Regions from separate parts of the Mus musculus genome. Here regions 2, 3, 4, 5, 6 and 7 are each linked to region 1. Evidence: chromatin contacts called from public HiChIP or PLAC-seq and promoter capture Hi-C data. All regions are on one chromosome and are shown on one strand. The core of a region is the stretch at or near the end of the contact, and the rest is flanking DNA. Distances in the headings are between cores, read along the strand shown. Region 1 holds the start of Fastkd2 (FAST kinase domains 2). Region 2 overlaps Creb1 (cAMP responsive element binding protein 1). Region 3 overlaps Creb1 (cAMP responsive element binding protein 1). Region 4 has its middle 95 kb from the start of Gm35803. Region 5 has its middle 110 kb from the start of Gm36148. Region 6 has its middle 27 kb from the start of Gm35803. Region 7 has its middle 70 kb from the start of Gm36148.

Evidence for each region. Promoter capture Hi-C pulls out the DNA fragments that hold promoters and counts their contacts. HiChIP or PLAC-seq counts read pairs in DNA pulled down with a chosen protein or histone mark.
Region 2: a contact with region 1 is called in an H3K4me3 HiChIP or PLAC-seq map of bone marrow-derived macrophages, with 9 times the contacts expected there. The contact joins the enhancer-like site here to the promoter of Fastkd2 in region 1. A contact is called at or near these places in 14 of 39 promoter capture datasets (the 3T3-L1 cell line, the HPC-7 cell line, HPC-7-derived erythroid cells and 9 more), 1 of 484 Hi-C or Micro-C datasets (cerebellum), 14 of 115 datasets of contacts at active chromatin or transcription factors (the NIH/3T3 cell line, the SCID.adh cell line, acute myeloid leukemia and 10 more) and 2 of 9 other capture datasets (adipose tissue and macrophages).
Region 3: a contact with region 1 is called in an H3K4me3 HiChIP or PLAC-seq map of embryonic stem cells, with 5 times the contacts expected there. The contact joins the enhancer-like site here to the promoter of Fastkd2 in region 1. A contact is called at or near these places in 13 of 39 promoter capture datasets (the 3T3-L1 cell line, 3T3-L1-derived adipocytes, the C10 cell line and 9 more), 4 of 484 Hi-C or Micro-C datasets (cardiomyocytes, cerebellum, cortical neurons and 1 more), 12 of 115 datasets of contacts at active chromatin or transcription factors (the SCID.adh cell line, acute myeloid leukemia, bone marrow-derived macrophages and 7 more) and 4 of 9 other capture datasets (adipose tissue, embryonic stem cells, macrophages and 1 more).
Region 4: a promoter capture Hi-C map of liver shows a contact between it and region 1, with 4 times the contacts expected there. The contact joins the enhancer-like site here to the promoter of Fastkd2 in region 1. A contact is called at or near these places in 11 of 39 promoter capture datasets (the 3T3-L1 cell line, the C10 cell line, the HPC-7 cell line and 7 more), 1 of 484 Hi-C or Micro-C datasets (bone marrow-derived macrophages), 8 of 115 datasets of contacts at active chromatin or transcription factors (bone marrow-derived macrophages, cardiomyocytes, embryonic limb bud and 4 more) and 2 of 9 other capture datasets (adipose tissue and bone marrow-derived macrophages).
Region 5: a contact with region 1 is called in an H3K4me3 HiChIP or PLAC-seq map of embryonic basal ganglia, with 6 times the contacts expected there. The contact joins the enhancer-like site here to the promoter of Fastkd2 in region 1. A contact is called at or near these places in 6 of 39 promoter capture datasets (the C10 cell line, the HPC-7 cell line, cranial neural crest and 3 more), 6 of 115 datasets of contacts at active chromatin or transcription factors (bone marrow-derived macrophages, embryonic basal ganglia, embryonic stem cells and 1 more) and 2 of 9 other capture datasets (liver and macrophages).
Region 6: a contact with region 1 is called in a promoter capture Hi-C map of pre-B cells, with 5 times the contacts expected there. The contact joins the enhancer-like site here to the promoter of Fastkd2 in region 1. A contact is called at or near these places in 14 of 39 promoter capture datasets (the 3T3-L1 cell line, 3T3-L1-derived adipocytes, the C10 cell line and 10 more), 2 of 484 Hi-C or Micro-C datasets (LSK cells and Th1 cells), 8 of 115 datasets of contacts at active chromatin or transcription factors (the NIH/3T3 cell line, bone marrow-derived macrophages, embryonic stem cells and 4 more) and 4 of 9 other capture datasets (adipose tissue, embryonic stem cells, liver and 1 more).
Region 7: an H3K4me3 HiChIP or PLAC-seq map of bone marrow-derived macrophages shows a contact between it and region 1, with 14 times the contacts expected there. The contact joins the enhancer-like site here to the promoter of Fastkd2 in region 1. A contact is called at or near these places in 25 of 39 promoter capture datasets (the 3T3-L1 cell line, 3T3-L1-derived adipocytes, the C10 cell line and 16 more), 2 of 15 datasets of contacts at CTCF or cohesin (large pre-B cells and pro-B cells), 14 of 484 Hi-C or Micro-C datasets (B cells, the C10 cell line, CD4 T cells and 11 more), 39 of 115 datasets of contacts at active chromatin or transcription factors (the 230-238 cell line, DN3 thymocytes, the NIH/3T3 cell line and 27 more) and 5 of 9 other capture datasets (adipose tissue, embryonic stem cells, liver and 2 more).

The regions. Positions count from the first base shown.
Region 1 is chr1:63,729,003-63,732,906 of GRCm38.p6, reverse strand. Fastkd2 (FAST kinase domains 2) reads right to left here and starts at 2,282. Exons shown (of 12, transcript NM_172422.3): 1 at 2,216-2,282; 2 at 686-1,507. The coding sequence starts at 1,420. Mdh1b (malate dehydrogenase 1B, NAD (soluble)) reads left to right here and starts at 2,589. Exons shown (of 11, transcript NM_029696.4): 1 at 2,589-2,636. The coding sequence starts at 2,615.
Region 2 is chr1:64,550,719-64,554,580 of GRCm38.p6, reverse strand. It overlaps Creb1 (cAMP responsive element binding protein 1), which reads right to left. Exons shown (of 9, transcript NM_009952.2): 2 at 3,611-3,732. The coding sequence starts at 3,724. Among named protein-coding and RNA genes, the nearest start is that of Creb1, 20 kb to the right of the region's middle. Within about 2 kb of position 2,475, at least 28 of the 459 cell types and tissues checked have an H3K27ac peak or open chromatin away from gene starts, as enhancers often do. A contact at or near this core is called in the NIH/3T3 cell line, bone marrow-derived macrophages and trophoblast stem cells, where this site is marked.
Region 3 is chr1:64,576,115-64,579,974 of GRCm38.p6, reverse strand. Creb1 (cAMP responsive element binding protein 1) reads right to left here. Exons shown (of 9, transcript NM_009952.2): 8 at 3,646-3,796. Among named protein-coding and RNA genes, the nearest start is that of Mettl21a, 40 kb to the left of the region's middle. Within about 2 kb of position 1,259, at least 4 of the 459 cell types and tissues checked have an H3K27ac peak or open chromatin away from gene starts, as enhancers often do. A contact at or near this core is called in embryonic stem cells, where this site is marked.
Region 4 is chr1:64,372,285-64,376,245 of GRCm38.p6, reverse strand. No RefSeq gene overlaps it. Among named protein-coding and RNA genes, the nearest start is that of Gm35803, 95 kb to the right of the region's middle. Within about 2 kb of position 2,070, at least 34 of the 459 cell types and tissues checked have an H3K27ac peak or open chromatin away from gene starts, as enhancers often do. A contact at or near this core is called in adipose tissue, bone marrow-derived macrophages and liver, where this site is marked.
Region 5 is chr1:64,407,120-64,411,215 of GRCm38.p6, reverse strand. No RefSeq gene overlaps it. Among named protein-coding and RNA genes, the nearest start is that of Gm36148, 110 kb to the left of the region's middle. Within about 2 kb of position 1,840, at least 23 of the 459 cell types and tissues checked have an H3K27ac peak or open chromatin away from gene starts, as enhancers often do. A contact at or near this core is called in embryonic basal ganglia, where this site is marked.
Region 6 is chr1:64,304,316-64,308,209 of GRCm38.p6, reverse strand. No RefSeq gene overlaps it. Among named protein-coding and RNA genes, the nearest start is that of Gm35803, 27 kb to the right of the region's middle. Within about 2 kb of position 2,504, at least 230 of the 459 cell types and tissues checked have an H3K27ac peak or open chromatin away from gene starts, as enhancers often do. A contact at or near this core is called in 3T3-L1-derived adipocytes, the HPC-7 cell line, LSK cells and 13 more, where this site is marked.
Region 7 is chr1:64,444,862-64,448,505 of GRCm38.p6, reverse strand. No RefSeq gene overlaps it. Among named protein-coding and RNA genes, the nearest start is that of Gm36148, 70 kb to the left of the region's middle. Within about 2 kb of position 2,280, at least 161 of the 459 cell types and tissues checked have an H3K27ac peak or open chromatin away from gene starts, as enhancers often do. A contact at or near this core is called in the 230-238 cell line, DN3 thymocytes, the MNK3 cell line and 23 more, where this site is marked.

The DNA of each region.
Region 1 (3,904 bases), core at 1,033-3,532:
CGTTTTGAAGACCAAAACTAGGTTGGAAATCCCATTACACACTCTCATAAGACCCTATATTCACTCACTCATTGCACTGAGAGATCTATGTGTGCTTTGATAGCTGCACTCTTGAGTATTCAGCACAGTGCCCTCAACATAGCATGAGTCATTAATGGAATGTGGCCACCACTCCTGTAACTGCCTACAAATACATCTTCCAGTTTAGATTGTAGGGGTCATGATTATAAGAAAATATGTGTTACATCTTTTATAACAACTGGTAAATGTGGTACCTTGTACATGGTTGACATCCAATATATAATCAGTATATAAATAAAGGAATCCACTAGCTGTTAACCATTAAATCTGTTTCCTAGTCTTAATTCTACTAATAGGATTAAGGTTATGTAAAAAAACAAACAAACAAAAAATCCGCTAGTTTACCTCCCATCCATTCTCCCTTCAACTACTCAACCTTTCTCTGCATCTCTCTTCATTTCCACTTAACCCTAGAGAAGGTCGGTGGGGCAGGTTTTCACAAATTTCCAAAGCAAAAGAAATGATCTAACTTAAGATCTCCTAGCCATTAAAACATACATTCTGCTGATAGTCTTTTAAGGAAGCTATACACACCTACATCCCCTGAGCTCCTTCAAACCATGTTAAACGCAGTACAGCCACACTTAAGTCTCTTTGGACTTACCTGAATCGTCCTCAGCAAAGTCTGTACCATAAGAGTGTTCTGAGGGATTCCCAGCTTCACTATAGCATTAAGGCTGAACAAGAGGTGGTCATAGTGCATAATCTTGGCTTCTCTCATCATCTGCTCACACAGCTGGTTAAAGGCAGGGTGACTGAACATCAGCTGTCTCTCAAAGCGCCTCTTGTCTTCAGATATCCTTTTGGCAATTATCCACATTGCTAAGAAATAGTTACTACCAGGAAATGTAGGTGCTTTTGAAAATGTGTCCAGCACATCACTCAGAGAGTTACACTCCTGGGCTAGCTTTTTATAATTCACAGGGGTTGGTCTTACTTTCTTGGTGAACACATCTTCACTGGAGGTATGATGAAAGTTTATTTTCTTTAAATCATGATCAGATGTCCCATCAGAGACAAAAGAATGTTTTGCATCAAAGGACAGTCTTCTAGGACAAAGCAGCCTATCAGGTTTAAAAACGGCTGAATGGCTTATGCCTTTAGTTTGAATACAACCATCTACTGATTTAGAAATAAATATATCCTGAAAGAGGTATCTAACAGATGGTTGCAATCCCTCATCAAAAACATTTAGCCGATGGTTTCTTGGGTTCCATTTTGAATGAATAACCTCTGGTCTGCAAGTTCCCAATGGATCTATCCTCAAAGCTCTGCTTCTTGGAAGTAACGTACTGAATCGTCGGATGGTCCATAACAAGGAACGTGCTTTGCTATTCATTCTGCTATCTATTGGCACACTTTCAAATACCCAAGATGCAACGCAAGTTGCCGTCTTTCTAAAAAAGAGCACATGCTGTGGACTGTCCTGTAGAGGATAGGTAAATAAAAGAAATAATGGTTAAAAACTGTTGCTTAAATAAGGGAAATGCATCTAACAGGGGCTTGCATGGGCACCGACGAGCCGCTAGAGTTTTATATTAAAATGGAACATGTCCTCGGTATGCTTCCTCCACGTTTATTTCATCTTTGTAAAAGTACCCAGGTCAATCACTTTAGCAGTTGTGGATAAAGTAGTTTCAATCAGTCAATCAATAAATGTGGATAAAGTAGCATAGATAGGTAGGTAAACTGAGAGATAGAAATAGACAGCTAGAAAGATAGATAAGACAGACAGAAAGATAGATAAGAATGTCTTGTGTAGGTGTTCAATATCGGCTAAGGAGAACTTTGTTAACACTACTTTGGAGGCCTTCACTGAAAACTGTATCATTGATGGACACTTCAGATCATCTTGCATTGGCCAAAAGCGAACTGTTAAGAAAACGTACTCGGACAGGTCGGTCTTGGTTAGGGACGGAATTAAAGAAAAAAAGCGATGTCCTTCCCGCCTGAGAATCTACAATCAGCCAGGTTCATCAAGATCCCGGAACCGGAGTCGGTGTCTTTCCGCAAATGGGCCGCCCAGCACTGCCCTAAACTTAAGACCCAGGCCACTTCCCAAACTTTTCTCCCCTAGGTAAAAAGACAAGTACGATCCGGCCCGCGATTCCGCTTCTGCTTGCCATCCACTCACCTTCGAACAGAACCCCGTGACTACACATAGGCGCAGCCATGACAGTTCCTCCTCAAGCGGCGCGTCTGGTGACGTATTACGGATTCTTTTATAAGTCAAAAAGCATCGGTTCTCAGCGACCGCGGAGGCCATGTGCAAATAGGGAGGAAAACCTTCCAGAAAGAATAGTTTCTATTCTCTGATGAAAAGATAGAAGCGAGAGCCTTAGGAAAACACGGAGCTTATAAAGTTCATCTATTGTTGTTTATGGAAACTCAAAACATTCAAATAGTGACTTTGAACTTTTAGCCCCTGGCGGTGCAGCCTCTTTTGAACGCGCCTGCGCCAGTTTTAGTACCCGCCGCGGTTGCCAGGAAACCGTGACGCCACGGTCCCAGTTTCTAGGTCTTGCTAGAAATCATGGCCAAATTTGTGATCGCGGGTGAGTGCTTCTCTAGTAAGCCCACAGATCTCTTCCCATGGGTGGTCAGCCTTGTTAACTGGCTTCTGTTCTTCAGCCCCATCCTTTAGAAGGATCATCTCAGGCTTTCTAGGCATTCATTTAAAGACGCTTGATACACAGTGGCAATGTGTCAAAGTCAGATGAGCAATGGGGACACGTTGGGGAAAATTCCCACCTCTGCCCTTGGCCAGTTTTAATTCCCACAAAACGTATAAGGGGTACAAAACGTATAAGGAATTCCTCTGATCTGCTGTGACTAATGTAATGATGGACAACTGCACAGGCCTCGGCGGGGTTGGCGGGAAAAGGAGCATAAGGAATGGATGGAGAGAAGGAAATAACTAAGCTATTAAAGAAACCAACCTCCAGATAAAGGCAAAGAGCTAGAAGATCTGTAGTCTAATGGAGGACCTGGATGTGGGAATGTCGCAGGGCCTGGGTTAGAATTACAAAATATAAACTAGATATTTAGTTTAAACAACAACAACAACAAAAGTTTGTACTAAATCTTGAACAAAATTTAACGAATTTAGGTAAAAATAATGTCAAAGTGTCAATTCGTCTACATTTTTAATGTAGACCATCTTGACAGCTGGAAGCAACACCACTACTTACTGGAACAGGCTGTTGACTGTATCTGCTTCCTCTTCTTTCACCAAGTATCTTTTTTTTCCTTTTTATTATTATTTTTTATTAGGTATTTATTTCATTTACATTTCTAATGCTATCCCAAAAGTCCCCCACCCACCCACTCCCACTTCTTTCACCAAGTATCTTAAAAGAGCTCCCTACTGTTCTATCCTTCCTTCCACTCAGTCTGGCTTCTCCTTTGGCCTTCCTATACAAACTATTTTGGCCACAATCACTTCTTTATTACACAATTGGAATTTACCATCCCTTTGGAAGTACATCTTTTGCTTCACTATACATTCAGATAAATATTTTTTTTTTTAGCACTAGAAAACGGGATGGTGGGAATACATACAGTAAAAACTTTCAGGACACTTTGTATATAACAGTAACAGGTCAGTGTTCTGGAGGAAACAGTGGTTGTGATGGTTTGTATATTCTTGAGCCAGGGAGTGGCACCATCTGGAGGTGTGACCTGATTGGAGTAGGTGTGCCACTGTGGGTATGGGCTTAAGATCCTCACCCTAGTTGCCTAGGAGTCAGTCTTCCACTAGCAGCCTTTGGATGAAGATGTAGAACTCTCAGCTATGCCTGTACCATGTCTGCTTGGATACTGC
Region 2 (3,862 bases), core at 1,226-3,725, 820 kb before region 1:
GGTATCTTGGAAAGAAGAAGTCTGGTGGGAGCAAAAGAGTATAGAGGTGATACATGTGACACAATACATTATATACATGTATCAAACTCTCAAAAAAAAAAGATAATTTTTATTAGTATGGTGTTTTTGTTAAAAAAAACTCAGATAGTAACTAAAAAGTAAAACTGTAACTAGACAAGAAGAAAGAAAAGCTTTCTTAAAATCCACGGTCAACTACGCATTCCATTCTAAGTCTTCTATGCTAAAAGGCTGCCTGATAGTAAACTGAGTATGTTCCCTTCTGGATTCCAAGTTATATTTCATGAAATTAATTTCACTTCTATATGCACAATCAAATAAGTGCAAGGACTAGGAAAGGAGGCAGTGGAACAGATGGGTCAACAGTAACAAACTAAGCTGCCCACAGATGGTCCAATCTTGGAGGAAGGAAAGCCTGACTTGCACCACACAAATGCAGATAGGTACTTGGGGTCTGCAACACTGCAAACGGAAGCATGAAGAGAAGGGCTGAAAATAAGTAAAGGGTTCACTGGAAGCTCTTTAAAAACAAATGAATCCTTACTCAATCCGTGCAGGAAAGAAGTCTGGCCCGCTGTGAGAGAAGAGTGCAGCATTACACAGATAATGGGTCTTAACCACGTCATACCAGGTTTACTGAAAGTCACTATGATATCCCAGCCCTCTTCTTTCCCTTGGCTCTCAGGCCTTTTATATATAAACAGAGGGTTAGTGAAACCTCTGGGGATCTGATCAAATTCAAGATCCAAGGTACTAAAAGTTAAGACAACCACTGTCCTGCAGTTAAGTTCTTGGCTTGGAGCTACTATATACACAAAGCTTTCAAAGTAGCTTCTTCGTCATTTTATATCTGCCTACGATTCACTTAATGTTGAGACACGAGCCCAGGGCTTTACAAGTGCTAAGTACATGCTCTACCATTAAGCTACAATCCTATCTCCTAGTCTTCCTCTACTTTAATCCTGAGCAGACATTCACAGAGTATTAAGAATCTGGTGAAAGCCTCTACTAGGAAAGATGGACACTAAAACAAATGGAAATGAAGATGAAGAGTTATGTGGCCATGTGAGAAATAGAAACTCAAAATAAGTACCGAATAAGGCGAAAACCACACCGTAAACAAACCCCTTTTCCTGAAAATAAACAGAATACTTATAAAACACAGGATACTATGAAAATACCAGCCGGGTGTGGTGGCACACGCCTTTAATCCCAGCACTCGAGAGGCAAAGGCAGGCGGATTTCTGAGTTCGAGGTCAGCCTGGTCTACACAAAGTGAGTTCCAGGACAGCCAGGGCTATACAAAGAAACCCTGTCTCGAAAAACAAAAACAACAAAAACAAAACAAAACAAAGCAAAAAGAAAATACCAAAAGACTACCCAGGGAACAAACATAACACTCTTGGAAACATGATAGCAATTCATCAGTCAGGGGCTGGAGAGATGGCTCAGTGGTTAAGAGCAGTAGCTGCACTCCCAGAGGTCCTGAGTTCAATTCCCAGTAACAAGATGGCTCATAATCATCTATAATGAGATCTGGTGCCCTCTCTGTGCTGCAGGGATATGTGCAGGCAGAATGCTGTATATGTTATAAATCTAAAACAACAAAACAAAACACAAAACACAAAAAACAGTTGCACAGCTTCTTAAAAGAAACAAAACAAACCCATGTTTTGTAAATGAACTGTTTATTTAAAAAAAAAAATTCAGCAGGCAGGATGGAGTGAATACATTCCTAGGAAGTAGAGCAAAAAGTGAAAAATTGCAAGGAAAATATAAGGAAATGGAAGAAACAAACAAAAACGTACCACCACAAAACCAGTCACAGAAGCGTAACATCTGGGTCACAAGGATTCTGACAATGAAAAACAAAACCACCAACAACTAATTGAAAGAAATTTCCTAAAACAGAGGGTGTGAGTTTCCATCCTCCACAAGAAAAAAAATGAACATTCATTGTGAGGAGATCTAAGGTATTTTATAACATGTGAGATATAAGAAATTAAGTCTTCTAAAAATTTGTAAGCAACACTAAGTGGACCATAGAAAACTTCCAAAGAAAGTATCTTACCAAGAATTTTTATCTCAGTTAATCTTTTATTCTCAAAATTATGCTACCTACATGTTCTACTTCATCAAGAATACAAATTCCCAAAGAAAAAATAATGAGAGCAAAAAGAATTTCCAAGATGACTCTATAAAGTCAACTCAGGGAACAACCAAGCTGGATAGAATATGGTAACCAGAATAGACAACATGCTGAAGGCTGTCTTCATCAAGGAGACTGCTCAGCTAAATGGTCAGATGTGCCCCAATTTCTCCATGCCTGTTTTACTAAGCCTATTAAGTGCTACCTCATCTGATATATCTTATCTCCAAGCATATGTGGTGTTGTCTTACTCGTGAGATCTGCAGGGAAGCCCTGTTCTTAGGAGGAAGGACAGTCAGCTTGCTTACTCTGACTATTTGGCCTGGAGCTCCAGTATCTGACTCATTCCCACCCTCACCCCAGCCGTGGTTAACCCTGTATTTCCCAGGACTTATTCTAATTAGCCACTTCCAATGGAGATTTTTAACTCCTGGAGAAACTGAAGATAAGCAAAGCAAAGCTTTGCCAGGATTATTTTTCTTTGGGAGCCTTCACTTTAAAAACACACAGGCGTGGTACTACGCACCTTTAATCCAGAGGAAGGTGGATCTCTGAGGTGGAGGCCACTCAGGGCTACACAGTGACATTCTGTGTCCAAAAATCAGAGAAGGAAATACCACATTCTTACCCTAGCAGGTTTAACACTTATTTGGTTCTTATATTAAGCACTGTTTCCACTAATATTTAAGCAAAGATGTTAATAAAGAAAAACAGATATGAACAATAAAGCAAGCACAGAGATGACAGCCTCAAGGGCAGGACTCTTTCTGAGACAGGGTTTCTCTGTGTAGCCCTGGCTGTCCTGGAACTCACTCTGTAGACCAGGCTGGCCTCGAACTCAGAAATCTGCCTGCATCTGCCTCCCAAGTGCTGGAATTAAAGGTGTGTGCCACCACACCTGGCAAGGGCAGGACTCTTAAAACAAAATCCGACTAACGCATTTAAAATGCACAGGAAAGAACGGCTGTTATCACCTTTAGGACTGAGTTCCACACCGACCTTTGACTCTGCATTTTAGTATTAGAATATATAAATTTAGACTTTCAAATCGTCTGCACCTCAAGGTCCCAAAATAAGCTTGTGTGGTATTTAAAACAAAAATAACAAAAACAAACAAACAAACAAACAAACAAAGAAAAACAAGGCAGTTGTCATCATTGCCTTGAGAGGGCCAATTCATTTATTAACAAAAAAGTAATTATTTCTGAATCATGTCACTACACACATTATATTAATGTTTAATGATACATTTTACTAATATGTTAATTTATCATTACTTTCATTTCTAAACATAAGCTAATGCTAATACTGAACAGGAATTCTGATATTTTAAAGAAAATTTCCACTCATTCTATGTATATGTTTATTAAAAATTAAATTCTCTTGGAAACATATTACTCTTAAAAGAGATACAGCTTGGAATCTCTCCATGTATTTTTATACCTGGGCTAATGTGGCAATCTGTGGCTGGGCTTGAACTGTCATTTGTTGATTTTCAGCTTCTGTTACAGCAGCATCTCCACTCTGCTGGTTGTCTGCTCCAGATTCCATGGTCATTTAGTTACCTACAATAATATGGAAGATCGTTACGAGCACTACAGTGCTTTGTACTTGAGTGACTTTAAAGGCAAACTTCAAGTTATGAATAGGCTATGTGGTGGTTAAGTTAGCAAATGCACTTAAAAATCTAGCTAA
Region 3 (3,860 bases), core at 10-2,509, 850 kb before region 1:
ACACTATTTATCCTTTTGATGATGTTTCCAAGCAAAAATAAACCATCTGAGAAGATTATGATTAAAAAAAAAAAATGACCTGCCTTCCTAACCTGGTGTGGTTTGGAGGTAGTGACAGTAGTAGAGTGGCCTATGGTTTCAATGGAGTGTTCCTGAAAAGGCTTGGCTATGAATAAAAGCAATGTTGTGAGTTATGAGGACCTTCGCCTCACTTACGGGTTAATCCATGGATACGTTCACAATTGCATAGGAAGGTATCGGAAAACTTGGGAGATAGAACTTAGCTGAAGAGAAGTGGGTCAATAAGTTATGCCCTTGAAGACTAGGCCATAATTTCCAATCACTTAAAAACAACTTACATTCACTCATTCCTATCAGTGTGGTCTAAGCTTGTGTAATGTGCAGGTCTGTACAGGTACATATGCTTGTGGAAACCAGAGGTCGATGAGTGTTGTCTATCATTCCTACATTACCAACCTTTTACATTTACTTATTTTTGTGTGTCCAGGGAAGATAACTAGGGGGAACACACACACACTCACACTCACACACACACACACACACACACACCCCAAAGCACACAGAAGGGGAACAGAGGACAATTTTGGAGAGTTACTTTCTTTCCATTGTGTGAGATCCACTACCAGTCTCTCCAGACATGTTTTTCTTTCTCTGCCTCTAGTCTGCTAAAACGTGAGCCACTCTGTTCCACTGCAGGCTCCTGGCCATGATGTTCTGCCTCACCATGAGACCAAAATCAATGGTGCCCAGTAACCATGGAGTGCTGAAACTGAGCGTCTTTTAAAACTTTTCTTCTTTAAGTTGGTTTCTCGGGGATTCTGTCAGAGTGACTTTCAGAACACTGAGAAGTGGAGAAAAAGCAGCATTGTGCCTACTGGTAAACCTAACAAGTGTTTATAAGCAGGCAATGCTCTGGGCAGCTAAGAAGGTGTAATATGAGTAGGCTTGGCTGGCACAGGTTGTAATCTCAGCTACTCAGGAAGCTGAGACAGAAAGACTGGAAAAAGTAGCCTGGCTCTTTTTTATTGAAACTAAGCTTTGCTTCAGGATTCCAGAGATGAGGTAGGGATGGGTAATGTGCCACCGGATCTCAGAGTGAATTCAGATCAACCTGGGTAACAGCAACACCCTGTCTGGAAGTTTTAAAAATTGTAAAAAGGCTGGGTTGAGTCTAAATCAGTGGTAGGGCGCCTGTCTACTATGAACAGGCCCTCAGGACAATCCCCAGTACTGCAAGGAAGGGAGGAAGAAAGGAGCTGGTGCTGCCCCTGCACATGGTCCCACACCTCTCTGAGGTTCTCTGTAAGAGATGAGCCTTCACTCTACAGAGCCAAAGTATGCAGCCATGATTTCAAGTCCTTAAAAAACATTCTGATTACTCTGTCCCCTTAGAATTGTTTCTTTAGTAAGTGCTGCTGTCTGAAATTTTACAATTAGATCTTTACTTGAGACATCTTAAACACCATTCTTTCTTATTTTAGAAAAGGTCAACTATTTCTTAACAAATACTTTAAAACTGAACAGATTAATGTGTAACTTAATTCGTATTTCCAAATAACATTTAAATAAGAGTTAGGCAGTACATTTCTATTATATCTTAACTACTTATAGTTGTTTGGTGTTGTGTCCGGCCAGCAGATCACAACATGGGTTCTAGCCTGGAAAGGCATTTTGGAAACCTGGAAGAGAAGAGGACTAGGTGGCGAGATAAAGAAATGCAGCTAAGACAGGCATTCTGATCAAAGTTCTATTTTACTGTTCTACACGCAGTTATGAAGCAGGGGAAGGGGGCCCGATTCCCGCCAATTAGTCTTGGGGTCAAATAGCAGGGTGACCACGTGCACGGCTCCAAACAGCAAAGCCGCAGGTCCAGCAGTGGGCGTGGCAGAACGATTGAGTGGGAAGCTCCACCCCTGAGCAAGCAGGTTTCAGGCTGGGGGAGGGGAGACTACAGTTTGGTGCACAATAAAGGTCACAGGGCTTCTTTTCAAGATTCCCTTACTATCTCAGAATGGGTTTCTCCTTTTTCATAGCTAGATATAATTTACTAAGACTGTGACAGTTAAGACTATTTCAGGAACAATGATGCTGACCTACCAAAAATAAAATTGTTGGAAGAGAAGGAGCAGTAGAGATGCCATGTGCTGTCTTACCTGACCCTGAGAGCCAAGCTTTGGGTGCAAGGAGAGATCTTATTTTACTCAAAGGTAGAAACCCAAGTTTAGGAAATTAATGTATTCTTCCAGAGTCATAGCTAAAGGGTGAATGCAGGAATTGAAGTTAGATCTGCTAAGTTCAATTTCTGTCTCATTTACTTTATCATAGTTCTTACACTCTTGGGGTAAAAAGAAGAATTTAAATAGTTTACATCTCTATACACCTTGATTCTCTTTTAGTTTTCACCTCCCTCCCCCATTATAGCCCCTTGATGTTTACTCACATGTTTTATGTGTGTGCAGGCTATCTTCCCTAATGTTGCTTTTTCGCTTACTCTTGAGTCATGGTTTCTTCAACCCAGAGCTTACAGACAAGCTTACCCTGAAAACCCCACCTGTGCCATCAGAGGAATTACAGGGCCCTACCAAGAATTTTATATGGGTTCTGGGGATCTGAACTCCAGTGTTCTTGCTTGGATGGTGAACACATTAACCAACGATGGCCTCCTCAGACCATTTGTTTTGTTTTGTTTTGATCATTTCCACATTAATAACTTCCTTTTTTTTAAGATGGCAAAAACATTTGAAAGCAAATAAATTTCTAAGAAAGGCTTTACCTGTGTTTTATAGCTTCTCTTCTGTACCACTTTAACTTCTTAAGACTAACATTAACTGTGCATTAAGGCTTTGTCGGGAATACCATACTTTTTAGAATTTCTCTGTTTTAAAAGTGTTTGGATGTTAAGTTATTACTGAGTAAAGAAAGCCCCTGCCCCTAAGGCCAGGCCCAAGGTTGTGATTCCAGCACTCACTCCCAGAGGCGGGAGGATAAGAGCTCCAGGCAACTTTGGCCCACACAGCAAGACTCTGACCCCAAACAAAGAACAAGGCAGGTGGCTGACCAACCCCTCTCACTCTAGTTCCAAGAGATCTAATGCATTCTTCTGCCCTTTGTGGTATGAATGTGGTACATATACATACATGTAGGCATTGACACATATGCATAAAACATGCATAAATAAATCTGTAAGTGTATAAAAATGCAAAAGAAAGTATTCATTAAAACAAAAATGGCTACTGTATACTTGTTATAAATAAATTTAATGCAAATAAACTAGAGTCTAATGTTAGTATACATATGTGACACTTTGATGAATATTACTTACAAATTTTTTTAATTAACATATCCTATTAGCTAGAATAAAGTACAAATTCATTAAAGCTATGTATTTCTCTTGTGGAAAAACTATGAAGAAAAATTACTTTTTTGATTGAAGACTGACCTAAAGTTCCATTAGCCATCTTATAAATGCAACTTAATAAACAAAGAAGCTTTAGCAAGATCCACTAATTCTACCAGAAAAAGAAAATCAATGCACAGAACCTACTGTTAGCAGATGTAAAGGCACACACAGAAGAGTTTATAGACATACTTGACCCATAGCATTTAAGTGTTTGGAATCTGTACCTGTTCTTCATTAGACGGACCTCTCTCTTCCGTGCTGCTTCTTCAGCAGGCTGTGTAGGAAGTGCTGGGGAGGACGCCATAACAACTCCAGGGGCAATGGTGCTCGTGGGTGCTGTGCGGATCTGGTATGTTTGTACATCGCCTGAGGCAGCTGCAGAGAAGAGCGAACAAGGTATAAGACACAGAAACACTACAATTTAATTCAACTGTGTCTC
Region 4 (3,961 bases), core at 821-3,320, 640 kb before region 1:
TGTTTATTAGGCTATTTAAGTGATTCTGGAATCAGATAAACGGGTCAAAACTCAACCTTGCCTCTTACTCTCTGTAGGACCATGGGCAAAGCTTTTACTCTCTTGTTATAGGGTTGAAATGAATAATTCATTATGAGAAAAGTGCCTAGAAGAGAGCTGGGGAGATAACTCAGTTGATGATAAAATAGAGATGTGGGCCTGGGTTTGATCTCCAGAAGTCACATGAAAGGCTGGGTAATGTGCTGTGTGCTTATAATCCTGGGGCTGGGGATCCAGAGGCAGGTGCATCCCTGGGGCTCACTGGATAGCTAGTTTAGGCTAATTGGTGGGTTTCAGGCCAATAAAAGGCTGTATCTCAAAGGAGATAGATACCACCAGAGTTAGTCTTGAGGATACCACCAGAAATGGTCCTTTAGCTCCCATACTCATATGTATAAACATTAATGTGCACAGTTACATATATGCACCCACGACCACATGCTCACCTATTCATAACGTATGCCGACTCTCCCCCTCTCTCTCATACACACACACACACAACACACACAATTACATGGACCTTGGCATCATTAACAGAGTCTAACCAATCGAGATCTTCAAAGTTTGAGGTTATGGTAGTGTTAAAATAAAGAACTGAGACATTGCTATATTCCCAGCAGCTATGGCCTGGGAATCTTAAAGTCTGAGAATTCTTGGTTGGATTCAAAGTCCTTGGGCCATCCTTGCTTGATTGGCTTTACGATACCTCCGATTAAGGCAAATTGCCTCCAAAAAGAGTTGGGAGCTTAGTCAGGGTTTCTATTCCTGCACAAACATCATGACCAAGAAGCAAGTTAGGGTGGAAAGGGTTTATTCAGCTTACACTTCCATGCTGCTGTTCATCACCAGGGAAGTCAGGACTGGAACTCAAGCAGGGCAGGGAGCAGGAGCTGATGCAGAGGCCATGGAGGGATGTTCTTTACTGGCTTGCTTCCCCTGGCTTACTCAGCCTGCTCTCTTATAGAACCAAGACTACCAGCCCAGAGATGGCACCACCCACAAGGGGCCTTTCCCCCTTTATCACTAATTGAGAAAATACCCCACAGCTGGATCTCATGGAGACATTTCCTCAACTGAAGCTCCTTTCTCTGTGATAACTCCAGCTGTGTCAAGTTGACACAAAACTAGCCAGTACAGGAGCACAGACCCACAGAGTGGGCTAATGCTGAGAGGCCAGTTTCCACAGGCGAGGAGGACACCGTGAGCTGTTGTCACATAGTTTCTAGAGTCACCCAGAGCTCCACTTCCTGGTGGCGAGAGGTCACAGTTCTGAAAGATGTGCTGCTTGTTGACTCGTTCCGTGCATTTCCGGTGTGGATCTTGTGCCTTTCATTCAAGTTACTGACTCAGCTTAACCCTGCTTAGCTTGCAAGACCTTTCAGGGAAGTCAGAGCACGAGATGCAGTCACTGCAAGTTGTCACACATGATTAAGTAGCCAGAGGGAGTGATTTATGTGGAAAGATTAAAATCCCTAAATATGTATGGCCATGTGCTACTCTGATTGAGTGGGGCTTTGGGTATTTGGAAACTGCCCTGTGGGAAGTCTGCAGATTTCCACAGGGTGGGTGGGTGGGAAGTATTACTTTCAAGGGTTGACAGGCCACGTGGGTGGCAGAAATGTGACTATATGAAAATAGGGTGCTGCTTCCTGCTGGAGCCGAGCAGCTCAGATTCAAACAGGAAATTCTCGGGCATTATTTTGTCAGATTGGCTCTGGAACACTTCACCCGTGAAGGTGATATTCTGTGCCATCCGTTCTGTTCTCATCTCTGACCTTCCTGCTCTGTGGGTGGGGCTTCCTCCCCTTCTTCCCACTGTCTGTCCATGAACACCACTCCCTGCGTGCTTTATTCCTGCTTTGTTACTGACAACATCCTTACTAGCCTTCTTCCACCAGATCAGTCAAATAGACTATGAAGAGCCCTGACTTTGTTAGTCCTGGACTTACTATGTCCTAATCATAATCTTCCAGGTCACTCAGGATGCCACTGACCAAGCCATTAGTAATGGCTGGGATGACTTATGTAAGCAAGGATGTGGGGTCATCAAATAGAGTAAGAAGGCTGAAGCCACAGACAGAAGGACCAGCCTGAGTCACCACATTAAGACTAACGGGAGTGAAAGAGAAGCACTTTAGTAGTCTCACAGCATGGCAACAACCCCCTGGAGATTAGGCTTAAACAACAGAAACATTCTCTCAAGTTGTGGAGTCTGAAAGTCTCAGATCAGCTGCTATCTCATTTGGTTTCTGGCTTACCTTCTCAATATATGATCACATGGCAGAAGAGGAAGCTTTGGTATCTCTTCCCATCTGTGTATAATGTGTGCGCATATGTGTGTGTGTGTGTGTGTGTGTGTGTGTGTGTGTATGTACATGTACACAGGTTGAAGGGAAACTTCAGGTATTGCTTCTGCATCATCTTCTACCTTTTGAGACAAGGTTTCTGATTGGTCTGGAACTTTACCATGGCCAAGTTAGCTGGCCAGAGAGCGAAGAAACCTGCTTCTCTCTGACCCCCATAACTGGACTGAGTTCTGGATTATTTGACCTAAGGTCCTTATGCTTACAAGGCAAGTAAGCACTTTACTGACTGAGCCATCTTCCTGGCCTTTCCTCTTTTTATCAGAGTCTTATTCGCACACTGGAGTCTTATATCCGAGACTATATCTAGGCATAATTACCTCCCAGATTCTATCCCATTGGGACATAAGCTTTAGTATGTGACTCTGAAGCTGCTAGTGGTGGAGGGACCAGAGAGACACAGTTTTTAGTTTATGATGGAATACCTGAGTCCATGTCATGGTTTGTACAACCTGGTTACTTTATCATCAACACACTGAACACAAAGATGTTTTCCTAGCAGTTTTCTCTGAAGAATGAGCCAAAGGTAATGTATCTGTGTTTCTTCCACGCATCAGCAGGCTTCCTGAAGTCTACTGAAACTTGTGCATTCTTTCATTCTTCCCTTGATGGAGCTTGTGCTCCAGCCTGGTGGCACCCATATCATACCATGTCCTATGTCGTCACTGACCCTTTATTTCTAGATTATCTTCATGCTTACTAAGATTGTCTGCCACACTTTGCTTTTCTGATCATATCTACCTTAAAAGTCATCTCCTCTAGGAGGCCCTCTGGGATTGTGTTAAAAGCACCAAAGTGCCTTATATTTATCTGCATGTGGCAGAGAATTCAGTATCATATTTGTTTGAATTTTGTTTGTTTGTTTGTTTTGAGACAGGGTTTCTCTGTATAGCCCTGGCTGTCCTGGAACTCTCTTTGTAGACCAGGCTGGCCTTGAACTCAGAAATCTGCCTGCCTCTGCTCCCGAGTGCTGAGATTAAAGGCGTGCACCACCACGCCCAGCTTGTTTGAATTTTTGCTATCCCTTCTATCCTATGAGCTTTGGTCTATTGTTTTGGGTACATGAGGTCTAGCATACTGTTGACCACAAGGTAGATGATTAGTAAAGTTCAGCAAATTCATATATTTGCAGGATGAATAAGTGGTGGCATACAAGAGGATTCTAGCATGATAGTGTGTGTGTGTGTAAGCATCCATGGGATAAGAAGGCATGGGATCTCAGATGATGGGGCATTTTAAATGTCTATTTTATTGGACAACTGAAAACATGCATATATTTAATCATTTAGCCACAGTTGTTTTAGTTTTTTTTCATTGTTTTATTTTTATTTTTAGCATATATAAGAAATTAATGTAATAAACCAAATACATGGACAATAAATATAAGAATCATATGATCATCTCAATGGAAGCAAAAAAAAAAAAAAGTAAAGAAAAAGTCTTTGATAAGATTCAACATGCCTTCTTAATAAAAGCCCTAGAACAAGTAGGACTGTAGGAAGCATATTTTAGCATAATAAAGGTTATGTATGGCAAACCCATGGCCAATAACATCCTAA
Region 5 (4,096 bases), core at 591-3,090, 680 kb before region 1:
GTGTCTGTAAGAAGCACTTGCTGAATTTATCCTGATTGATTTATCACTATTTCTGTCTCATTGTTCTCCTGTCCCTCAGCCCCACCATTCTACACTAGAGAACCTTCAAAAGACCCTCCCAGTGGCATGAGGATGTCTTGCATAAGATCATGTGGAAGACAAACTGAATCATCACTGAGTGTTTCCCCTAAACATTTTTTTTTCTCCTATGAATACCAGTTTGAAGTCCTTGGGCCAAGTTGGTAGGTCTCCCTTTTTTCTTCTTTTATAATAAGTGCCATCTGATGAAGGTCTTTAAAGCTTGATGAACTAAGACTTTTGGTAAGTCCATGTCATTGGCCCCCAGACCTAACGATAGAGGTTTCCGGATCGCAGTAATGATGGGAAGTTGAGTGACCTTGAGGGCTAAGACCAAGCTCCAGTGAAGATTAAAGGTTGACTGAACTATGTTTTTCTTTAGGCTCCTCTGGGATAAGGGGTGGGGGAGGGGGAGGGTAAAATGGAAGCATCATATTTTGGAGGCGACAAGAAATCCTCATAATGGAATTGGGAAATGGGATAAGGAAGAAGAGGAGGCTAACAAAGATTACATTACCCAGATGTTCTTATTCATTCTTCCTAGACTCTCTGGGAGAGAGGGTAAGACACAAGTCAGGGGCTGGAGAGGTGGCTCAGTGTTTAAGAGCACTTACTGTACCTCTAGAGGCCCTGTGTTCAATTTTTAGCACCCATATGGTAGCTCACATTATCTGTAACTCCAGTTCTAGGGGATCATGTATGGCACCAGGCATATACATGGTACACATAAATGTGCATGCAGGCAAAATACCCATGCCCATAAAATAAAATAAATAAGTCTTTAAAAGTCCAAAACAAAACCCATACATAGCTCAGGCTTATTCCAACTCAGAGGTGAGAAAGAAGAAATGTTTGTTTGTTTTTTTCTTTTGTGAGACAGAGTCTTTGTACATTTCTGAGGCTAACCTAAGACTCAAGTAGTACAGGCTCACCTTGAAGATCCTCTTGCTTCAGTGTCCTGAGTGCTGCAATTATAGGTATGTATCACCACACCTGGCTGGAGCTGGGCTATTTGGTTGCACAATCCCTCTGCCTGCTGCAGAACATCCATCCATCCATCCGAAGTGGGCTCTCGTAGTCAGAGAAGCAGCAGAGCCAAGAACCATAGGTATTCACAGTTAGCATGCTTTCTTGCTTAAGGAGGAGTGGGAGGGGAGGGGACACTGCCCTAACCTGTTACAGTGGGAGAGTGGGAGGTGGAGTAGCCAGCCGGTCAGATGTGCAAAGAAGCCATCTTTCAGGGTTTCCCTCTTAGTGTGTTAATAAAGAGTATCTCCAGGCAAGAGAAAACAGTGGGAAGCCAGCAAGTGGGAACTTTAGAACAGCCAGTTTTTCTATAAATTCTGCAAGTTAACTGGTAGCTACCCTTGGTGTGGTTTGAGAATTTTTTTTTTTTTAATTTTTATCTTTTGCAAGAGCAGAGGTACCTGATCGACAGATAGCCTCAAAGAAATCTGATTGCACAATACACTTTGAAATTATCTGTTGTGGACTCTTTCTTTTCTCTTTCTCTCTTTTTTTTTTTTTTTTCTTCACAAACCCAAGAATCCTTTAGCTAATTCTTTTCCCAGTGAAGGAGCCAATCAATGTTCTTTCAGGGGAGAAAATTACTAGAGAGCCTAGTATGTGTTTTGATGCCCTAATGAGGCACTATGAATTATCCAACCCAAACCAATTAAGTCTCAGCCCAGCTAGAAGGCTACAGAGGAGATGAGGAGACAGCATGCATTTAGGGCAGAATTAACGGCTTCCATAGCCTGGAAACAGGCTTGGGGGGAAGCCAGACCTTGGAGGAGCTCTGCTGTCCTGAGAGTTGGCAGCCAAAATGTGTTCTAGCCCAACATGAATGCTGACACATTTGCTTCTTTGGCCTTAAATTTTTTAAAATGTCTGTAAAACATAAAATATGTTTTGAACATTACATAAGACTATTAAGAGAGAGCAGATCTTGAGAACATGGTATGTCAGAGACAATAAAATAAGTGAAATGAACTGCTACTGACTGGAGACTTGACCTTGGGCCAGTTGCTCAGTCCTTTCATGTCAATCAAATAGGAAATTATAGCTCAATAATGTGGTTTTGGATTGCAGCTCAATAAGCAAGCTCTAATCTCTTGGTTATGCCTTACTGTACCACGGGAAACCAAGCGCTTATTTTCATTTTAATGGGATCTCTTCCAGTGGGCTGTGACTTTCTGAGGCATGCAGCACAATGCTTGGCTTGGTGTAGGAACTCAGGAACATTGAATAGATTGTAGAGCGAATAGTTATTCATATACTATAAGCCCAGAGGTAGCTGAATATGTGCACTATCAGCCCAAAGAACTGCCTAAATGCAATGGATTCTATTGACTTTTTATACAGTACGTGTATGATATGAAAATATATAAAAAGGGCAGGGGAGTTGGCTCAGTCAGTAAACTGTTTGCTGTGCAAGCTGGAGGGCCTTTTTGGATGTCAGAATTCAAGGTAAGAAAGGCCAGGTACATGGGTGTACAGCTCGAATCCCAAAGTGGGAGGGAGGCACAGTCCCTGAGGCTTGCTGGCCAGCCAGACTAGAAGAATCAGCAAGCTCCATTGTCTCGAAATATAAAGCAGAGTGACTACTGATGTTGACCATGTTCATATACACAAAACTACATAAAGTGATTGGTGCAGATTATGGAGAAAGGACAGCAGATTTGAACTGGTGAGGCTTGTGTGTGATGAGAACCACAACACAGGCTCTGGAGTCAGGTAGTACAAGGCTGGAGTCTTGGCTCTGCTCTCTCGTTAGGGAGCTTTATGTACTTGGCTGTAAGTTACTTCCCTTTCCTGGTCTTCAGCTGCTTCTTTTGGATTTTGTAATTTTCAGCAAAGACCATATAACCTAGAAACCTCCAAGAAGCTTTGAGAAACTGTGTGAGTGTAGCAGCACTCAGCCAAAGCTGGCCACTGGCATCCAAAAGTCTAGAGTGACGTGCAAAAGTTCTCTATCAAGTTCTCTTTAGGTCTCTTATGCCAGCTTTTGATGAATATCCAAGCAACATTTTATTTCACATACCCCTTTCCTGCCTTTATGATCCACCCCTCTATGTCCTGGCTCCATTTGCAATATACAAGGTTTTTTTTTGTTGTTTGTTTGTTTGTTTTTGTTTTGTTTTGTTTTCGAGACAGGGTTTCTCTGTGTAGCCCTGGCTGTCCTGGGACTCACTCTGTAGACCAGGCTGGCCTCGAACTCAGAAATCCACCTGCCTCTGCCTCTCTGCCTCTGCCTCTGCCTCTGCCTCTGCCTCTGCCTCTGCCTCTGCCTCTGCCTCTGCCTCTGCCTCTGCCTCTGCCTCTGCCTCTGCCTCTGCCTCTGCCAAGTGCTGTGTTATTACAAGTTTTGTCCAAGGTTGGAGAACCCCTTGCCCCATCTTCATTTTAGCAGGTGAAAATGGGGGGACATTGGGAAAGATGCAGATGCTGACTCTTCACTTCTCCATGGCTTAAGCATGAAGATTCTAGATTCTTCTAAGGAGAGCATCTGTAGGACAAACTTTTGTCTTTTTTGCGGCTTCTTGTAATATCACTTTGAGTAACTGAGATGAAGTCATCTCCTGGTGAGGGTAGGAAGGGATAAGGGGATAGAGAGATGAGTCATTTTCTGCTGCTTATATAGTAAGATAGTACGTGTCATTTGGGTTTCTGGTATGTCACACAGTAGGTTCTCAAGTCAGAGTGCTTCATGGTGTCAGATAGTGACCTCAGGACATTTCTTATCTCTACTTGCTTTCCCACCTAAAAGCTCTGTCTGGCTTGTAACTCTCCATGTAGACCAGACCGGCCTTGAACTCAGAGAGATCCATTTGTTTCTGCCTCCTGAGTGCTGGGATGAAAAAGTGTGCACCATCCAAAACCTAAATGTAATGTGTAAATAAACAATTCAGAGTTATGAATTTCTAAGCCTGCTACAACAGCAAAAGTGATGGCTGAAAAATCCCATCATTTGGGTCCACACAAATCCTTAGACCAAATATCCTTGGCCAGTGGATTG
Region 6 (3,894 bases), core at 1,255-3,754, 580 kb before region 1:
CGCTAGTTTCTACAGCGTTAGCAGTTTCTACGATGTTATTGTTGAGCTGTAGTCCCATGTAACAGCACAGGCTTCTTACTGGCTGTCCAGTCCCTGCAGTTTTAGCTTAGTTTTATACATATGTACTCTTACTCTCTGATTGTCTTCTTCTTCCCTGGAAACCAACGGACTACATATTCCTTTGAGAAGCATTTCTACAAAGCCTTAAGTTCACTTTAGGGTTGCTATGTTTTAGTGGTGACAGGATGGTCACCTGGGTGTGGATGCAGGGCTAGCGGAGGAGGAGTGATCAGGGATGACCATAGCTTCTTGAGTGAGCAGGCTCGTGGTCCAGTCACAGATATATTAGCTCAGTCTCCTGTAGCTACGTCCTGAATCTTTTCTAGAGTTTCTGTAATCTGATTTTCAGTGTTGAGGCTTTAAACAATTACAGTTTTTTTGCTTGTTTATTTAAGTAAGTGGAGCTATTTGGTGTAAGAGGGAAGTCTAAATCCCTCATAGATTTTAGCATTAAAATAAATCCATTCATCAGGAGGCAGAGGCAGGCAGATTTCTGAGTTCGAGGCCAGCCTGGTCTACAAAGTGAGTTCCAGGACAGCCAGGACTATACAGAGAAACCCTGTCTGGGAAAAAAAAAATTCATTCATTGTTGTTTTGTGAAAACACTAAAATGGAAAGGTATGGTTTGAGAAGTCAGAGAAATCAAGATCCAGCTTTCTATTTCTTTAGTTTTCTCACACTCCTGAAGTCACTGAACTTTGATACTTTTGTCAAAGGGAACAGAAATAATACTGCTTGTTTAGTATCAGGATTCTCCAGCGCACACCATAAGACAGGGGGAAAGCGTTGCCAGCTATAAAACCATCTATAGAACGGGGCACACATGCTTCTCAAGAGCGCATGCTCCAAGGCATTTACTATTTTCCTTTTATTTATGTTTTATATCTGCATTAAATGTACACTTCCAGTTTCTGTTATTTGATAAAAATAAGTCCTACAGCTATTCCTTGGGCCAGTTCTTCCTGCTCATAGTTTAAGCTTCTGTCAGCAGAGAAGCAGCAGTCTCTGCAATTAGTTGATGCTGATTCTAGTGGCTTCCAAGAAAAGACTTGTTGGATTTGGGGACTTATTCTAATAATCTGAGAATCTTTGCCTTTTTATGTTGAATTCTCCCATTTAATTAAAATATAACTGTCCTAATTATTCAAATTATATCTCTCAACAAATGTTTTTAATCTTTTACTACATTTGCCTTTAGTTTGTATGTATTTTTGCTTCTTAATACTTCATTAGCTTTTCTTTGGCATTTTATTATCTACCTTGGCTTTGCTGTAATATACAAATACTATTGGGTTTTTTTTTTTACGTATTTTTCTTATTTCAAGCCATTTTATCACTTTGTTAGTAAAATGTTTTAGTTCATAATTTTAGTTTTCTCAGAGGTATACTTGTGTGATTTTCAAGTACTTGGGAACTTTTGTTTACAGAGTTTATCCCCTGTGCTTCTCAACTTACTGATTCAGAACTCAACTTACTGATTCTAGAACAATAACTGTCCACAACGACTTTTTAGTTTGATTCCTACACGTGAATGTTTAGCCATTAAGCCAAGTCTTTATTTTTATCCATCTTTATCATAATGAGTGGGCATCCTTCAATAACTAGTGAAACATTTCCTATATGTTTAGGGAACAATGTTGATTTCTTCAGGTATTGTCCCTGTTACCATCACAGAGGCCCATGACTGTCGAATCAGTGAATACTTTGTGAATGGTTTTGTCTTGGAAGTCAGTCGGTGACACCATGCATTCTAACACCCGAGGGCCAAGATAGTGGGTCAACGAAGAAACAGTTGTAATAGTGGCAATCCCTTTGGGCATATTCTCCTGCAGAGCTTTGAACCACCATTTAAAGTAATGGTAGCGGACACACTAGTTGATAAAACTAAGGATAGAGGACATTGAAGACGGCAGCATGGTATATAGGAGTAAAAAGCCGTGCCTTACTCTGAAACTGGAAGTTAGAAAATTGTCAAAGATGGTGGGTTTCTATGGTCACCTCCTGGCTCTCAATCCCCATGTCACAGGTTCCCACTCAGAGCCTGCACAGAAAAAGAAAAAAAAAAAAAAAGAAAAAAAAGAAAAAAAACCCCAACTTTGGACCAAAGGCTGAGAGTGAAATTTCAGGGTCACAGGACTTGCATTTTGAGATGCCAAACCCAGAAATACCCCGTAAAATGAAGACGGATGCACTGAAGAACACCAGTGTCTACACTAGGGGCTCGCTGCCTTGCAGCTGCCCAGTTGACCTTTCACCAGGGTGTTTAAATGGGGGGAAAAAAAGAGCAGCGCTTTCCTCTTCCTCGGGCAGCTCAGAATAGCTGCTTCCTTTCGTATAAACAAGTCGTATCTCTGGGAATTTCTAAAGCTGAATAGTGTCTGCTCAGAAGCCATGACTCATGACTCACGCTGTTTCCTGGCAGGCTTCACAAATGCAAAAACACCTCTCCGAGCAAAGACTCTGACAAGAGTGGTCACATGAAGCCGCAGAGTCCTTCATTTTAAACACAGGAAAACAAGAGTCGAGGGAAACTGCCAGTACTCTTCTTGGGAAGCAGGCCTCATCAGGCAGAAAGTTCCCCCATTGGCTCAGCTGGTGTCGTGGCTGTCCCCCCATTGGCTCAGCTGGCTTCTGTGGCTGTCAGGCAGGCCCACTTGGAACCTTGTCCAGGCCTGTGGCTTTAGACCCTCCATCACTGTCTGCCCTCTATGTTTGGAACTTACCGAGCTCAGCTTCCCCTGGATTCTGAGGGGTAAAGGTTGTCTGAGGTGGGGCTCCCCAGGGAAATTACCAAGGGGTCACAGTGCTGGAGCTTGGGACCTTCTTCTTTGCTTCTGGCAGGAACTCTGAAGCAAAACAGTCTTCTTGCTGCAATTTCTCTTCCTCTAGGCTTCTCCTCCCAGATCCCATCTGGTCCCCTCTTTAGGGCCACTTAACTTTTCTCTTGTTTCCAAACAGTCAAGAAACAAAGAGGAAAACTGCTTATTGGCTTCTCTTAGTTCAAGAGTATAACAACCTCTGTGTGTGTGTGTGTGTGTGTGTGTGTGTGTGTGTGTGTGTGTGTGTTTGGGGGGGGTCTCTGTTTATGTGTTTATATGGTCTCTGAGTGTGGTTTCTCTCTCTCTCTCTCTCTCTCTCTCTCTCTCTCTCTCTCTCTCTCTCTCTCTCTCTCGTTTCTTTGCTTATGCATTTGTGTGGTCTGTATGCGTCTTCTCTGTTTATGTGTATGTGTTTATAAGGTCCCCTACACCTGTGTGTAATTGAGTATATGAACAACAGGGCAAAGTCTCTGCTTTCATGTTGAAAGAAAAAGATTGAAAACCTATAGGCAAACAAGGACATTGCTTTATTTACACCTATCTCTTAGCTTTCTACAGATAACAGTACAAAAGACTGGTTTGCATACAGCTCTGTGATTGGGGTGTAGTTTAACCCCTTGGTCCACAGTGCAGCTGGGTATCAGTTCTACTAGAACCAGAATACTAGCACTGGAGATAATGGGATATAAGTGCCAGGTCAGCTGATATATCAGATGATAAATATTTCACATTTCCCAGTCATTACGACCTGAACGTTTTCAGCATCAGGTTGCTTCAAAACAAAACAGTCACACAAAGCTGGAACTAAGGCTGGGATCAGGTTGGAACCAAGTCTTGTTCTCGGTTGACTCTGCCAGAGAACTGGTCTGGGGGAGGAGGACAGGATACAGAGGGAACAGGAGAGGGCAGAGCTTGCAGGGGACTCTGAGTTTATTGCACTGGCAGGATTTACTGGTTTCATTTCACCCTCAGATCGCTATGGTGGCCCACTGGAGACTTGGAGTGCAACACTGAA
Region 7 (3,644 bases), core at 1,031-3,530, 720 kb before region 1:
ATTTAATATCCAGTAATTTCTTCTGCCCTCCTGTAAAACCTATGTAAAATGGTAAATCCTAAATCCGTATTGAAACGTAAAGATGGTGTTGTGCTATGTGCATATTTTCCTTTGTGTGCTTATGCTACACAAAATGGATGCAATATTCTATGAAATACTTTTGGAAAACGAGATTTTAAACAAAATCATGCTATTAGAAGGTTGACCACGAGAGGGCAGCATTGTCTACACAAATCTGAATCACAGGCCAATGCCAAGGTTGTATGGCTTAGCCACCATTTGGTTTCAAATACGTGGGAAAAAAAATATTAGCAGCAGCATTATTTATGCTTACATTTGCATTCTTTTCAATAAGGAACTTAGGTCTCTAGGTCTGGCTCACCATTAGGACAAGTCTAATTCTGTCTATATAACAACATCTATTTTCCTCCCCCACTGTGTTTTTTTCTCTTTTCCAAGCAAGCTTCTTTCATATTCTGCAGACAATGTCTGTAGCTTTATTATTTGTTTTAAGAATATGATAACGCTCTTTTATGATCCAGCCATATGTGTGTGTGTCTGTGTGTGAGTGCACGCACACTCATGGATGAGGGTGTAGGTGTTATGCACATAGAAGTCAATCTTGGGTGTTGTTTGACATTTCCCACCTTGGCATCTGTCTGTCTGTCTATACATGTATGTATGTGGTATATATGTATCTGTATATATGTCTATCTATCTTTCATCTACCTATGTATGTATGTATGTATGTATGTATGTAAGTTCTCTAGCACTAAGACTGTAAACAAGGTCCTTGTTTTTTCTTTTTCAATGTTCTTGATTTCTTTTTTACTTAGTCACTTTACATCCTGCTCACTGCCTTAGTCCCTCCTCGTACAATCCTTTCCCCCTTCTCCTCTGAGCAGTGAGTAAGGCCCCTGGGTATCCCCACCACCCTGGAACTTAAAGTCTCTGTGAGGCTAGGCACTTCCTCTCCCACTGAGGTGGCCCAGCCAGAAGAATATATCCCACACACAGGCAACAGCTTTTGGGATATGAACCACTCAACAAAGAACATACAGGGGCTGGACCTACACCTCCCTGTACATATGTAGCAGATGTGTAGCTTGGTCTTCATAAAGGTTCCTGCTTTTTATATGGGTTCTGGAGGTTGAATTCTGGCATTCTTGCTTGTCTCTCTGGTAAGCAATTTCCCAGTCTGAGCTGTCTCCCCAGGTGAAGCCCTTAGGCAGTCCAGTGCAGTGGACAGATGCAGGCCGGTGGCTGGCTGCCTTCTGAGGTAAGGCAGGTGTTACTACACTGCTCTTCTTTAGGGAACAGGAAGCAATACCAGCATTTACTTCATATGGTTCTTAGTGGGCCTGCTGTCTAGAAAGTGCACAATATAAATATTGCAGGGAGAGTGCTTTTCTTAAATTGAGAGGTAGACATTTAAAAATCTGGAGAACTTATATAAAAGCCTAACTTATATAAAAGTCACATGGCCAGTTTCTTTATTCACATTACTTGTCTGGTCCCTAGGGCCAGTTCTAGGCTCTTCTTCCCTTCCCCACTGGCTCCTCCCCATCTGAAGCCAAGGACAGTGAAGCCTGAGAGGTGGTGCGCAAGAACAGCTGTGGGTAGAAGTCAGCTGAACTCTTCCCCACCGCAAACTGTATAACAGGACTGACCGCTCTGGGTCCTAAGGACTCTGCAGATTCTCTTATCTGAGCAACGCAAAGCCCTTGGTACCACATTTTAATCTAATTTGTTTCTTTTGTCAGATTTCATCTTCAGGGAGAAGTCTTTGAGGGGCCGGGAGGGGCCATGTCCTATGGGACATTTGGTTTCATTCATTCCTAGGTGGCAGGTTGAAAGGGCAGGGCTGTTAAACTGTGAAGGACAGCTGCAGCCTGATGGGCAACAGGGGAAGGCCCTGGGGATCTCTCTCTCTCTCTCCCTCCCTCCCTCCCTCCCCCCTCCCTCCCTCCCTCCCTCCCTCCCTCCCTCCCTCCCTCCCTCCCTCCCTCCCTCCCTCCCTTTCCTCCTTTCTTAGCTCTGTCTGTCTTCCTATCCAGATACGTGAAGGCTTTTCTTATTTTCATTTTCAATCTAGAGAAGAAATCCGATTTCTGAGAAGGGTTCCAAATGTTATTTCCTCCTCACAGTAGGAGTCTCAGGAGAAAGCTTTGTGCCTAAGGGAGCCAGGAGAGCTTCGAAGCTTTCACCCACGTCTGGTGTTACCAAAGGAGGCTTGGATCGAGGGCTGCAGAGGCTGCGCTTGTTCCAAGTGCTCTCGTGGGGGCAGCAGCCGCTCAGAATGGCGCGGCCCTGTCACTGCCTATCTGCTCATTGAGAGGCAGAGCACATCAGAGGGCCTCTGCGAGGACACTTTGCAGACTATAAATCGGGGATGGAGGAGAGGCTTAATTAAATCAGTCCTGAGGTCACAGGAAGGGAAAGCCCCCTTCTCCCTCCCAGACTTGACCTGTTTCACGTAGCGTGGCAGCCAGAGAACCTCAAAATGTGTTAGCAGGAGTAATGTAAATGTGCTCAGAGGAGCCGGTTCCCAGCCCCATTGTAAGGAGAGAAATCCCATCTAGTCTGCAGACAAGGGAAGATTCTGACCTTCCAATTTAATCCTGTGAACTAAAACCAGAAGAAGACAGCCAGCGAGGCCAAATCGCTGTGTCGGATTGTGATGTTTTAGTACAGGCTTTCTTAAAACATCTTATTTCTAAAGATTCTTGTTATTTGAAGGGACTCTGGGCGGTGTGAGTGAATCCTCCGCCAGAACTGGGTGCAAAGGGTAAGCCATTGGCTGACACCTGTTTATGAGCGAGGCAGCCAGTTAGGACCTAGGGTCTCAAACAGGGTACCAGCCAAGAGGAGCCTGTCAGAAAGGAAAACATGGCTGCCAAGGACGAAGGGAACAGGCTATCGTGGCCTCTGGGCCTTCAGCCCGCTGTGCTGTGCAGGAAGGCTTGGCACACATCAATGGGTCTGCTCTAGTCTTCTCTCCGTGGCTCATGAGTTTGGGGAGTCACTGAGCACACCATGTCTGTCTGTCAACTGCCACTTCGGGTCACCCCTCTCTCTCTAGCCCTCCCCAAGTGTAAAGATAGGATGAGGTGACAGGAGGAAAGCCAGCAGAACATAAATATGGAGACGTCGTCCTTGGATGTGTGATCTTGGCTACATTTGGGACAAACAAACTAGAAGTACCTTTAACTTAGCCCAGCTGGTGTCCATGGTCCTTGAAACTGCAAGAGTGGCTGTATGGCCCACCCTAGGGCACATGGTCCCATGCGTGTCACCAGGTGACAGGAGTCTAGGCCTCTGAATCATCACCCAACCCACCATGTCCATAACTTATGGATCGCCTTCACTTTTCATTCATAATTTTCCTGTGATGCTCTATCCAGCAATTCACCCATACCAATACCATTAGTCTGTCACGTCTGTTAGCGAGATCCATTCTTAACTTAGCATGATACAGTGTGTGTGTGTGTGTGTGTGTGTGTGTGTGTGTGTGTGTGAGAGAGAGAGTAGTGAGTGTGTATGAGTATGTGTGATTGTGTCTGTATGAGAGTGTGTGAATATATGTGAGAGTGTGTGAGTATATGTGAGAGTGTGTGTGTGATTTTTTTCCCCCTTTCTGGAAC